Regions from separate parts of the Hordeum vulgare genome. Here region 2 is linked to region 1. The links are chromatin contacts, called in public Hi-C maps. All regions are on one chromosome and are shown on one strand. The core of a region is the stretch at or near the end of the contact, and the rest is flanking DNA. Distances in the headings are between cores, read along the strand shown.

Region 1 (7,146 bases), core at 735-3,234:
TCCTTTAACGAGGACATCTGCCGTGACAAAACCACGACACCTAGGCATAACGATCTCTCTTATACGTCTCGAGGAGGAAGGGATGGCCGTCTGATCGAGCTCCAGGGTATCAATGGTGATCCCCTGGTTCGTACAGGAGGTGACGAACGCAGCGAAGAAGAGGAACACGTTGGTGGGCTCTGGGCCTAAACTAACAATACTAGGCCACATTCCTTCTCTCTGTGGTAAAAGTTTTGCACAAGAAAAAAAACAAGGCAGGCATCTTCGAAATACTAGATGGGCCAAAGAGAAAGGGTTTTAAAAAAAAAAATTTATCTCTGGGCTTCTAAAAAACAGGCTCCAATTTATAGAAATAAATTGGGCATTTTTGGAGAGCAAACTTTAAATGTCTTTTATTTGAATAAGACTGTGTTTTAAAATAAACACAAACAAGAAAATAAATCCAAAACCAGAGGGGTTGCCTCCACAATTCTCAAAAGGATTTTAGGAAAAGATCACCATTTTATTTCACCCAAAACAGAATTTTTTTAACTCCATCAAAGAAAAAAAATAAGAGAGGAGAGAAGGGGTTTGGCAAGACTTTGGTGCACAAGGGTTTTGAGAAGATAAAATTAGTTGGTCCCCATAACACAACAATCACATGCCACACTCATATACCACTCCACTTTCATCACCAAGGGTGCAACACAAAACCAAATATAAATGATGATGCCATGATGCACATGAAATGAAGACATAATGATGGGCTCACACCTCATCTAATACCATATCAAGGTTGCAATACAAGGAAAGATTACAAGGAGGGGGACGAATTGCATTGGGGTTGTCACACTAACCCTACCACTTTGACTAACACCTAAAGATAGTAGGATCTGGAGATTTTGGTTAGCATAAAATCTCTTTAGGAGCCTCTGGCATTTCATCAAACACTTAGGATGCATGGCCACATTTGACATGGACTTTGATATGCACTGTGGAATTGCCCCAATGCCCTATCCAATATGTCTAGCAGGTGTGCCCTAACCCCAAACCTATATCTGGAAGTTTGGAGGAGCATTGGACGTAGTTGGAGAGGAGGGGCATTCTGTCGAGCATGCGTTGTGCATGCTGTGGGCACGCCTAGAGCGCACGTTTAGCACGCGCACAACCGAGACGCCGCATCCAAGTTCCCCTTGCCCCTTGCCAGCTGTTGCAGAGTCGCGTCAAACCTCCCCGACCATTGGTCGCCCCGGCCTGTGCTGCGCAGCGCTGCCACAGCGCGACAGCCGTGGCGGCTAGCCGACATCAGCACTACCGCTGTTATGGCCGGTGCCGCCCGAGCCTCCTCAACACGCCAGCTGCCCCTGGACCACTCCCCTGCATCGCCCCTTGCTGCTCCGACACGCTGCTGCCCCTGCTGTGCCGCTAGCTCACCCATGCCTCTCATGTGCTGCCGTAGATACTGCCATCGATGATCTTACCTTCGGCCACCGCGGGCACTCACACCCTGGTTATATATAGCCCACCTTGAGCCCGTTTTAGTTCAACACTAGACCGTAGAAGCCATAGGAGACCACCCCCTTCACTCGATTTGGCCGGAGGCAGCCGTCTTCCCCAGCTCCGGTATGCCTCGACCGCCCCATCCCCGGCATAAATTAGCCACCCTTGGGCCCCCTCCGACGCTGTTCTTTCCGGGAATCGAACTGCACGAGAATCCCGTGTGTTTTCCCCTCTCTGCGTGGCTCGGGATGGACCCGGGGCGAAGCCCCCTTGCTAGCCGCACCGCCGTCCGCCAGCCTCGTTGTCGCCGGAGCTCCAGAGCCCCCTGGAGGTCGTGCCGCACCTCCCGCAAGCCGTCGTGAATCCCTGAGCGCGATGGTACCCTCAGGTGCCCGTAAGATGGCCCAAGTCGCCGGCGGGCACCGGCGGAGGCCTTCCCTCCCTTCGGCCCGAGGAGGAAGAAAGCAGGCTTGACCCAGGTCAAACCTGCCGGTGGCCCCCGCGTGCCAGCAATAGGACAGAGCCGCCGCCCGCGTAAGTGGAGACTCCTTCCACCAAGTACGCCTCTCCCTCGCGCTTACGCAGTCCCTGTCGAACCGTTTTGTTTAAAAAAATAGATCTTTGACCCAGGTTTGGCTGGCCACAACTTTTAAATTAAAACTCCAAATGAGTTGATTCTTTTTCTCACCTCTTTAAAATTTTATCTAGTTTATTTTAGTATTTATTTAAAAAATTTCTAAGACAACTTTATGTACTGTTTTTAAATTGTGTGTTAATTAGAATATTTTCAAAACAAGATTTTGGAGAGAGGAGACTTACTTCAAGATTCTGGGGTACACATCGCCCTCCTCAAACTCCAAAGGCAAGCATCTTGAACTCAAATTTGCATAAATTTGTGTGATGTTTGTGATGGTGCATCTATTGCGTGATTTTTAGATTATATTAATAAGAATCTCGCATGAAATAATACCTTGCATAAGGGCATGTGATGGATATTGTTGTTGCTAAGTTTGTGGAAGGCAAGTGGTGAGTGGTTACTGCCTCATACTTCGTATGCTATCTTGGTCTAGACAACCTCGGAGTAAGGTGTGTCTGGTGGAAATGGGACCATGGGATGACACCTCGTTGGACGAGAGTGGTCAGTGAAAGCATGTCGGGGTGTGATGGTAGTAACCCTGAGATAATTCCGTCAGCAAGATTGTGTAGTACTAACCCTTGTAGGAAAATATTAATCTTCCTAGGTCGACCGTAGATTGAGTCTTGTCTGTGTGTCACCTTACCTTCGTCCTACCGCATGTCTTTTCGATAGGGAATACAGTCTAGTAGGTCGTAAACCTATTACCAGGTACACACCAAGTAGAGAGGCCGGGATGAAGGTATCCATGGCCCTAGACTTAATCCAGTCATCTGGTCAGGAGGCATGGGTGTTTCCGGTCTTGGACCGAGAGGGAAGAGCTATCCCCTTATAGTGCGCAATATAAATTTGATCCCATGCTAGTCGAGGTCGGAGCCTCCCCGTCTTATGGTTTTTCCCTGGCAGCGTAGTCCGGGTGAAGCCGGGCTTCGCGAGGGTAAAAATGGGTGTGTACTGGTTCTGAGTGTTTACATCGAAAATACCATACGCTGGATTAGTCCGAGTGGCTATTGAAACCCGTGGGGTGTGGATAAAGGGTACACCCTCTGCAAAGTCAAAACTATTCGACTAGCCGTGTCCATGGTCAAGGACGACTGGTTGACTAGTCAAGTGTCGGTCTGAGTGTCAGTCTTCGGAGGAAGTTAAAGAAATCATGAGACTAATCAGGAAATGTGGTGGATGATCATACTATTATTATTATTACTTTGGACTAACCCCTATGATTATGATTGTTGGATATCCCTCTGACAGTTCTACCTCCTGAATATTCAATATTTATTATTATTTTAAGCTTTTTTCAGTGGTGTCGCTCAGACGCCCGACTGAGGCATGCTTTTTATTATTTCTTATAAGCTCTTTCTGTGGTGTCGCTCAGACGCCCGACTAAGGCATGCTTATTATTATTTCTTATAAGCCCTCTCTGTGGTGTCACTCGGACGCCCAACTGAGGCATGCTTATTATTATTTCTTCTAAGCCCTTTCTATGGTGTCGCTTAGACGCCCGACTATGGCAGCTGTTATTACTTGCATGTGAGCCCTTTAGGTGGTATCGGTCCGAGGCCCGACTGTGGCACACATGTTCTTATTTATTTATTATTACCTTCCTTGCTTGTTTATACAACATTGGTGGCGAATTGCTGATCTGCATAATTGCATCCATGAATTAAATTCTAATGGCATGTTAGAGTTATTAGGTGGATTATGCATGCATCTCACCTGCTTTAACTTATTTGTTTTCTTGATGTTGGCGAGTACATTCAAAGTACTCACTAGCTTGTCCGTGGGTATTGTATTGGCCAGATTGCGTTCGGAGAGGAGCACGATGCCGTCAACCCCGGAACCTAGGAGCCCAGGATAGCAGCCTTGTGAGATAGGAATTTATCCAGGTCATCTGTTCCTGCGGGAATGGAGTCCCATGGACACTGGAGAATTCCTCGAGTCGCTTCTGCCGTCAACCTCAGATTTTTGTCCAAACCCGTAGACCTTATGGTCTTCTAACCCAGATTTTGTATTTTGTTTGGATATGTTGTATCAAGTGAGTGTCTACGAGCTAACAACAATCATGGGGCTGGTGAACACAAAGACCTATTTTCTGGAATTTATTTTCTGAAAAACCGATCGCCACAGTTTTCGCAAAGTTGCATTTTGCGAAGCTCGAATTAAGCAAACCATGCCTCTTTTGAGTGTGTGCAATGGAGTGATTTGTAGTATGCTATGTCTAGTTGCTATTAGTAGGTTTCCCATGCCATGTATGTTATGCTTAGCTGTAGATTTCATCATGTGAACATGCCATGAAAATGTTGCTGTTTGTAGGGTGAAAATAATTCTAAGTGTGAGAATCTAATTATTTCAGAATGCCATGTTGTGTTGATGCTAGCTATGAATGTGTCCTTAATTACACATTGCTAAAATGGAAGGAAATGAAGTGAATCATGCCTACTACCATGTGGTAAATTCATGCCATTATATGACCTATAGCATATGTTTTTCTTGCTGCCAGTATGCCTTCATGATAAAACTGCTATGATAAAAACTGCCATTTTCACTATGTGTGAAATTGTGTCCAACTAGCCATCTTGTGAGCTCATTTCCTAGTGATCCATGATTCTATTAAATTTGTTGTTGGGAGATGAATTGTTGGACATAATGTCAACTAATATCCCATGTTTTGTTTGTGCAATTTCTATTCATGTAGCTCGTTGTTTTGATGTGTGCAAAATGCCATGTTGCTGTTTTGGACAGATTAGTACTATAACTTGTATTGGTTGTATTTGTCGAACCGTTGCTCTGTTTTTGAACATGCCATATATGAAACTTGCCTACAATTTCATGTAGTTTCATAATATCTTGATGAATCTATTATTTGGTATGTTTTTGGTTCTCATTTGCATACATTTTTCACTCATGGCATATTATCTTGTGTTGGTCATATCTTTTAGACCATAACTCCATTTTAGATGATCCATATATGTCAATCGACTAGAATGACGTGTAGAATATCATGGTGCATTTTGTTCCCTGTTTAAATAATTATAAAATATGATTAATTCAGATCTGGAACAAATTTGAAATTAACATGTGGGGTCGTTTCATAAATACTATAAGTTGTCTCCAACCTCATTTAAAATGCCTAGATATATATTTTATTTATGCTTCACCTCTTTCCATGTTTAACAATAGTTAAATTTGTCATGTACCTAAACGGGAGTGAACTAAGTAATTCAGATATGGGGTTTCATCAATATGCAACTCGTTGCATATTGAGCTTCACTTAATGTGTCGGAGTTGATTGTTGTGTCTTGCCATACCATGCATAATTAATTAAACATGCATCATATTTGTGTGTGCATCATGTCGTGCGTATGTGGTGGTATACCATGTGTTGATTGTTTTTTCCGGATTGCTTCTTATTGATAGGGTTCCACAAGCGTGTTGGATTGTGAGGATTTATTCGACTACGTTGGTTCGTCTACTTGACGGGTTCGTTCTTCTTCCAAGCAGGATCTCAGGCAAGATGACCATTTCCCTAGATACCACTACTATCATCGCAATCCTAGTTGTCTCGTTTCTATCGTTATGTCTTGTCACCTACCACTTGAATGTCAGCCTCCCAACATTGCCATGAAAAGCCTCTAACCCCCTCCACATCCTAGTAAACGTTTGTTTGGCTATGTTACCGCTTTCTCAACCCTTTTTATAGTGTTGCTAGTTGCAAGTGCATGTAGTTTTCCCTTGTGACAACATGGATTTATGGATATATCACAATATTATTTCTATTTAATTTAATGCACATATATACTTGGTAAAAGGTTGAAGGCTTGTCCATTTGGCTCGGTGTTTTGTTCCACCTTTGCTGCCCTAGTTACTTGTGTACCGGTGTTATGTTCCATATTGAGCGCTCCTAACATGCTCGGGGTTGTTATGGGAACCCCCTTGATAATTCATCTTAGGTTAATGTCGGAACCCCGATCCTAAGCCATAGGAATCCAGCCTGTAACACATCGCATCTCTTTGCGGTCTCACGCACGGTTATCCCCACGGCTGCAGCCTTACTTAGCCGGGACTGTTTGCGCCTTTTGACTCGCGTATGCAATTGTGTCCCTAGCAATCCAATGTCAAAGAACCCGGATCGACATGTCTAGTCATAAGCTAAAGCGACAGTTCCGTAGAGGGACAGGCATACATGATCCAGCAAAGCAGGTGTCGGTCATCAACGAATGTAGACGAGTCGTAGCAAGCTACAAGGACTCCATTACATACGCGTGACATTTCCCAAAGGGACAGACACAGCAGCTAAGAAGGACCCATGTCGGTCAACCGATGTGTCCGGAGCAGTAGCGAACTACCATGGCTCGATGGAATCACAAAGGGGCATTTCCCCGTAAGGAGTGCTACTAAGGCATACGACTAGGTATTCGAATCCCATACATATCAAGTACAACACACGTACGCATGGCATACCGATATGTATAGATACATTGATGGCATCACAACGTAACCATAAACATACAACTTTTATTTAGAAGGCTCGGAAGAGCCTCACACATAATATTACAAGGTAGGGGTCTCACGACCCATCATCACAAGTCATACACACAATTCTTACAAGCCAGCGGAAGATTTAAAACTGTCTGAGTATAGACAGATGGAAAGATGAAGGCACATGGCCTGACTATCTACAGACCCATCCTAGGGCCAGATCGTAGCTGGGATACCAGCTACTCGTCGTCGCCGATGTCTAGGTAGAACCCTCCATTAGGGTCATTAACAACCTCTGCAACATTATTAAGAAATCATGAGTACAAAAGTACTCAGCAAGACTTTAGGAAATCTATCTACTCATGCAATGTATCATAAAGGAGTTGTCGGGTTTCATGCGGAAAGCCAGCATTTGACTCTTGGCTAGACAATTGGCATTTATAAATAGTTTAGACAACTTTGATTTCTCGCACACAAGTCCACTAACACCACAACAATACTCCATCGTGGAATCATTCCGCCTCCCTACGGAAATGCCGTCCACGACACTCACG
Region 2 (6,849 bases), core at 1,462-3,961, 160 kb before region 1:
GTAATCAGGTGGATCAACTTGAAGGTCCCTTTCCAGGAAGTCTATGGGGGTGTCCGGTGCAACTTGAAGGATGCCGTTCAGTTAGCTGGTCTGACATGGGAGGGTCGTGCCCACTGTGGTCTTGACGACGCTCGCAATACTGCTCGCCTCCTTGCGCTGTTGATGCACCGGGGATTCAAGTTCTCCATCACCAACTCGCTTATGTGGCAGCAACCTGCTCCGCAGGCAATAACGTGCCAGCCATCCCCATCCCCTGACCGTTCTCCAGACCTCACCCTTTTGCAGCAGCATAAGGCAAGGGAGATGCTGGGACCTCATCTCCATGCTAACCCATATGCCGTCAAGGCCGCTGGACAGGTCTGCTTCTGCGGAGCGCCAAGCAGGCCAAGCACTGTACGCAAACCGGGTCCGATGCAGGGAAGGCATTTCTATGGATGCGGCAACTGGACCGTCACAAGGCGGGCCATATGCACGTACTTTGCGTGGGCGTCTTGAATATAACTGACGCCCTGTCCTGAGCGGAGGGCTGGTGCTTTAACTAGGGGAGGCTACTAGTGCCTCCCCCTTGGTATATATATGATATATGAGTTTGCTCATAATACAATGGGAGTTGACTAGGTAGTGTCTAACCTGTCATACTGACTTCTGTTGATAGAAGAGAGTGGGGATGAGATGCTGCTTAGGATGCTTTATCCGCGAATAATCTTGAAGTTTGTGGATGCTTGTGTTTTTTTTCTTTTAACTCAAATGGAACTCTGGTAGAGAAGGTGTGCTTTGTGAGTAGATGTTGAAAGTGTGGATTGTGTGTGTTTAGTGCCTTGCTATTGATAATCAAGAACAAGTTACATATGGAACTTGAATCGCATCTGAAGATGGAACCAGTAGCCGGAATGATTATTATTTTTGCCTTTTGAGGGTTGCAACCGACTTTTCTCTTTTCTCTTCATCCAGTTTGCTGTTGAATTGACCATTCTTACAAACAAACTGTAGGTGTTATTTTCTGCAAAATCCACCTCTAGGTATCTATGATGTATTAGCTGTAGAAACTGCCCTAGACCTCCTTTGGTTTACGGGAACTGTAGAGGACATGAATTTTAAAGGGAAAATTTCTTTGGAGCCTTTTGGTTCTAGGAATGGATTCCTATTCCTATTTAGCCTTTTGGAGCCTTCTCGTTTCAAAGGGAAAATATATTAGGCTAGCTTGATGGAAAAATTCCTATAGTATGCATCAAATGAGATCACTTTTAATTGCGGTACATGTCTTCATTTTTCCTATGATATTTCTGTTGTACTATGAACCAAAGGAGCCCCTAGACTAAATGAGATTTGTATATTTCTTCTTATTTCTACCATATTTCTTGAGAAAAGTATACTTTTTGTCCTTCAACTCTTGGTGAAGTCTAGATTTGGTCCCTCAGCTTCAAAACTGGACAACTTGCACCCTCAACTACTAAAACTGGACCAGCTTCATCCTTGGTCCTGGCTTTGAGTGGTTTTGATGCTGACTCATCCCGGTTTTAACCGGTGCTGACTTAGGTACTTGTATACTTTTAAAATCCGTGAATCTTTTGAGATTCATGTATTTTTTCAAATATGTGTACTTTTCACCATAAAGATTTCAAATTCACAGCTTTTTGAAATCCGCACTATTTTCAAATCCACATACATTTTCATGTTCATGTATTTTTTCAAATCCAGATATTTTTGTTTAGTTCACGTATTTTTCTCAAATTCACCTACTTTTTTCAAGTTCTTGTATTACTTTCAAATCCATGTGATTTTTCAAATTTATGAACTTCTACAGAAAGTAGGCGGATTTGAAAAAATCACGTGAACTTGAAAATGGTACGCGGACCTGCAAAATAGTAATAAATGGATTTGAAAAAAGTACGTGAATTTGAGTCAAAACCGGCAAAAGTCAGCACCAAAACGGGTGAAAACCAAGAACCTTCGGAGTTTAGTAGTTGGGGGTACAAGTTGTCCGGTTTAGAAGATGAGGGACCAAATCTAGACTCTGCCAAGAGTTGAGAAACGAAAAATATAATTTTCTCATATTTCTATCATACAATGTTTTTTGACTATTTACTGTAGGGGAATACCTTACAGTCCTTTATTCCAAAAGATTTTGCCCAGGCTTATTTAAATTAGTAATAAATGGATTTGAAAAAAGTACGTGAATTTGAGTCAAAACCGGCAAAAGTCAGCACCAAAATGGGTGAAAACCAAGAACCTTCGGAGTTTAGTAGTTGGGGGTACAAGTTGTCCGGTTTAGAAGATGAGGGACCAAATCTAGACTCTGCCAAGAGTTGAGAAACGAAAAATATAATTTTCTCATATTTCTATCATACAATGTTTTTTGACTATTTACTGTAGGGGAATACCTTACAGTCCTTTATTCCAGAAGATTTTGCCCAGGCTTATTTAAATTCACTCCCAGCGAGAGTTGAACCCATGACCTGGGGTGCTACATTTTTTTAGACAAACCTGGGGTGCTACTAAGAAGGCTGTAACCACCACAATATTTTTCGTTGAGTAAGCCCAAGCAAAAAGAAGAGAAAAAGCCTGGTCAAGATGCACATTCTGTACAAATCTGCTTAACTGGCGGACGGTGTTTTGGAAAGAAAAAGAAACGGAAACTGATCCACTACAGCCGGATGTGACATCCGTATCCTCAGCTACATCGCGTGAGCGACATACGTCTCATAGAGCCACCAACTGCTTGTCTTTAGCCGAAGCACCTCATCCACTCGTTTTTTGTCCAAACGACTGTCTCATCTCATCTTCCTCTCTCTCATTTCGCATCTCGCCGGAGAAGCGGCTCTGCCGCTGCTACGAGACAAGGGGGCTGACGAACTTGCGAGCCCGCAATTGCTGCTGCGAGCTAGTGCTGCTAAGGGTCTGTCGCTGCAGCTTGCCAAAGTTGCGGGGGCGAGGTCGTCGGCATCGTGTTTGCTGCGTGAGAGGCCGATCGCGGCTGGAAGAAATACTGCAAAGGGAGCGACAGAGTTGCTGCTGCGACGGCTACCGGCGACACATGAAGACGATGTTAGAAGGGGAGTTGTTCTAGCGCCGACGTGCTGCCATGGCGGTCATGTGGTGATGTGACGGCCATCATGCTGCAAGTACGGTACAGCGATGACGCCATCGTGCTACCATGGCCGTCATGACTTGAGCCGGTGTTGCGACGACCATCATGTTGCAAGAAGTGTTGTGACGGTGTCAGGTGCGCTAAAGAATGGACCTTTAGCACTCATGACTTGTGCACGGACTGTAGTAGCCATGCCCGCGGCGAGGCCTGCCAGGGACGACAGGAAGCAGATGCGAAGCCATCAAAAAATCGCCTAGATCAGCAGGCATGAAGACAAGAAGGAAAGAACCCCGGCAAGATCAGGATGGGGACATGTAGAGCCCCGGCAAGGCAACTACCCCGACAAGACCTTCGACGCCTACCCAGGCAAGAGCACCTCTCCGGAGTGCTGCATCGCTACCTGGGGTGCGCCCACAAAGGCACCCAAGGCCACAAGCCCAGAAGACTGAAGACATGGCCCCCGGCGGGACTCTTGCCAAGGGAGGCCAACGAAGCCCCGACAAGGCCCTTGCCGGGAGAGTTAGCAACGCTCCCGTGCGGCTCGTCCCCGACAGGATCCCGACTCGCCCCTGTGCCAGCGCATCGGCCAGCTGCCCCTCGCCACTTGATACGCGTCAGTTCGCGCGACGCGTGTCGAGCGATATCTGGTGAGAACAATGTCGAAGGGACGCGCCCCTGTCCCATCTCTCGGACACGTGACGAAACATTAAATGCGTCTGCTTAGACGCCAAAGACATTGTATTCAACTCTACATCTCGTGGGTGCACTGTTTGACTCTGCATGCTATGAGAACCCTATGCTGCCACTGTTGGTGACCCCTTAGACCTATAAAAAGAGGCCTTGGGCATGCACGAAGGGGAGGATAGCTACTCAATCAGCCAAGACATACCTAGCAGTTCATCATCTATCATCGAATACATACACATAAAGCATGAGTAGGGTATTGCACTTTTGCAGCGGCTCGAACCTGGGTAAATCGTCTCCTTTGTGTCGGCCGTTTGGTCTGCTCTTGGTGCACCCGTCTCCCCCTCCGAATCACAAGGGACGCCTCTAGGTCCCATAGGTGCTCGTGATCTGCCACGACATCTCTGGCGCGCCAGGTAGGGGAGAAGAAGGTGTGCTGACCTAACCTAGCGGTCAGGACTTCAGTTCCACCATCGTCACCATCGCCACAACCCACAAGAGGAGGGCGGCCATGGCGGCTAATCGGTCCGCGACCACCGCATCAGCAACGGTGCTGACCGACGGCGACTTGGACGAGGGCGAAGGAGGCAGGGTCCCTAGGCTTCCACATACTCCAACAGTCGCACCTCCCTCGAGGGTGCAGCGTTGCTTTCGAGCACGTGCCGGGGGCTCCGGCAAGACCTCTGGCACCCACTCCAGCAAGCGCACCTCTCGTGAAGTGATGCGCTGTTGTCGAGGGCGTGCCAGGGGGCTACGACAAGGCCCCATGTGCTCGCTCCAGCAAGCGCGCCTCTTAGGAGTGTTGCACGGCTGAGCAGCCCCGACTAGACGATGCATCATTGCCGGGGCCGTCGCTCCCTAGGAGGCCCGACATCGCCCTAGTCGCCTCCAGGCCGGCAAGATCCTTGTCGGCTTCCCATGAAGCACGGCTGCCCGGGGCTCCCAACAACCATCCTTTCCGCAAGTCTTGCCAGCAATGCATGTAAACCTTTGCACAAAGCCAAGCACAAACCTTCTGCACAGCGAAATAAAAGTTAAGCATTCCGCATTTCTTGCCGATTTTCATACTTGTTAGTGTGCGTAGTTGTGCGTTACGCTTACCTCCGGCAAGTGTCGACGAACCACCCAGGTTCCGAAACTTGCGCGTGAGGGAAACTTGGCGTGATCCAGCGCGCCCTTGCTTTGCTTCGAGCCCGCTCAACAACTTAAGCTGCAGCGCTGGATACGCCAACGAGCCTTGCCGGCAACAACACCTCCATCAGACCGCCAAGGATCCGTTCCTCAAAGCGCTCGCGGCAGGGCTAGCTGCGCCAGCAAGATCCCAGTGAAGCGGTTGTTTCCCTTGGCAGATTTCAACCTTTTTCGGTACGAAAAACCTGCACGCGAAGGAACCTTGTCACGGTCGGTCCCACCCTTACTTTGTTTCGAGTCCTCTCAACAGCTTAAGCGGTTGCACTAACTGCGCCATGACACCTTGCCGGAAACTACACCCTAGCAGGCTGCCCAAGACCTGTTTCCTTCGAGCGCTCGCGGCGGGGCTGTACGCACCGGCAAGGTCGGTCGCGCCAAGGTAGCTTGCCGGCAGCGGCGCCTCCAGCAGGCTGCTAAGGACCCGTCCTCGAAGCGCTTGCGGCGAGGCTGTGTGCACTGACAGGTGCCCAATGTAGCGTAGGGTTTGTATCGTGCAGGAAGAAATTAAACAAGGAAAATGACATATATTTTCATTCATGATGATATAATCAAATATATTACATCGATAGCTATCGCCGTACTAAATTAAAATAACATTGTCTTTTGCCGGCGGCGTCTACAAGAAGAAAAAGAGCAACAAGGCCCGCGGCAGGGGTCTAGATTGGCCCCTCGTGGACCAACACTGCGCAGAGGAGAAGCCAACCGGGAGGGATGACGAAGCCGGGGTTCATGAGCCTCCTGGAAGAAGAGGCAGCGTCGGATCCACCGGCGAGTCCGCCCCACCGAAGAAGGGGAGAGGCGTGAGCTAACGGTGATGGTGCAGCCGACGGTCAGTCCGAGCTCAGGTCATCGTACTCCGACTTGACCTCCCGGGCTCGGATCCGTCGCTGTTGCCACTACCATCACTGTCCTCCTCATCGCTATCGCACGAGGAAGGACTTTTGGTCCCGCTCGAGCTCTCTTCGCAGCAGCTGAGGCGCACACCTGAGCTCCCATAAATCTTGAAGGAGAGCAGGCCGACCTCCACCATTTTGAAGCGGAGAACGTGCCCACCCCAGAGGTTGTGGGCATGGGCGAAGCTTTTCCACCCGCACCCGAGGAGCACTATGCGATGCTCGGGATACTTCACGTCTACCTGTACAGCGCCATTACAGCAACCGTGCGCCCACAGCCATAGCACGGGCGGCTTGTCCACCTCCATCACCGTGGCGAAGGGGCCCGGGAGGCGGAGACGACTCCGGATGGGGCCGTGCAGCCTCATGATGAACTCCAGCGCCGTCCCTTCCGCATGGGTCTCCGTGGGAGGATGATCTGGCACCGGAGGAGGGGATGGAGTGGCGCTCCTCCTTCCCCGCCCACGGCTTCCACGGTGACCGCAACCCCTCGTCTCTCTCCCACCATGGGTGCTCGGGCCATCCTCTGGATCAGCTGCTGAAGCGGTGGCATGATCACGAGAACCCCTTGCCATTGAGGCAGAAGACGGGGGCCACCCTCTCCCTCTGGCCATGTCCGAGAGCAAACACAACTCGAGACGAAGAAGAAGGGTGGGCGCTAGAAGAGTGCGTTCTTGAAGGAGGGATGAGCATTGTCCCTCGCAATCCCCTAGCTTTATAGGGGGAATGCGGAGGCTGGCTCTCCCCCACCTCCAAGAGACGCCGCCCACTTCCACCAATCCGCTCGCCCACGATCACGGGCGAGCATGCGACCGCCCCGCTCTTCCAATCCGGGGCACGACGGTTGTCTGCCCCAGTCAGGACTTTAAGTCCCGGGCGCCACTTGCTAGGCCCCCGCTATGCATGCAGCACGCATGGCGGAAACGACCAATCATGATGGGCCCGCCACCGCGCGGGTTTCTCAGCCACCCCGCGCACGTCTCCCACGTCGTG

The links. A called contact is a pair of places that touch in the nucleus more often than the background predicts.
Region 2: a contact with region 1 is called in a Hi-C map of leaf, with 2.3 times the contacts expected there. The contact joins two enhancer-like sites. A contact is called at or near these places in 2 of 6 Hi-C or Micro-C datasets (leaf and seedling).

The regions. Positions count from the first base shown.
Region 1 is chr3H:243,049,004-243,056,149 of MorexV3_pseudomolecules_assembly, reverse strand. No RefSeq gene overlaps it. Among protein-coding and RNA genes, the nearest start is that of LOC123443604, 170 kb to the left of the region's middle. Within about 2 kb of position 1,984, at least 3 of the 3 cell types and tissues checked have open chromatin away from gene starts, as enhancers often do. A contact at or near this core is called in leaf, where this site is marked.
Region 2 is chr3H:243,211,538-243,218,386 of MorexV3_pseudomolecules_assembly, reverse strand. It overlaps LOC123443604 (ERI1 exoribonuclease 2-like), which reads left to right. Exons shown (of 4, transcript XM_045120065.1): 4 at 9-854. The coding sequence ends at 495. Among protein-coding and RNA genes, the nearest start is that of LOC123443604, 11 kb to the left of the region's middle. Within about 2 kb of position 2,711, at least 2 of the 3 cell types and tissues checked have open chromatin away from gene starts, as enhancers often do. A contact at or near this core is called in leaf, where this site is marked.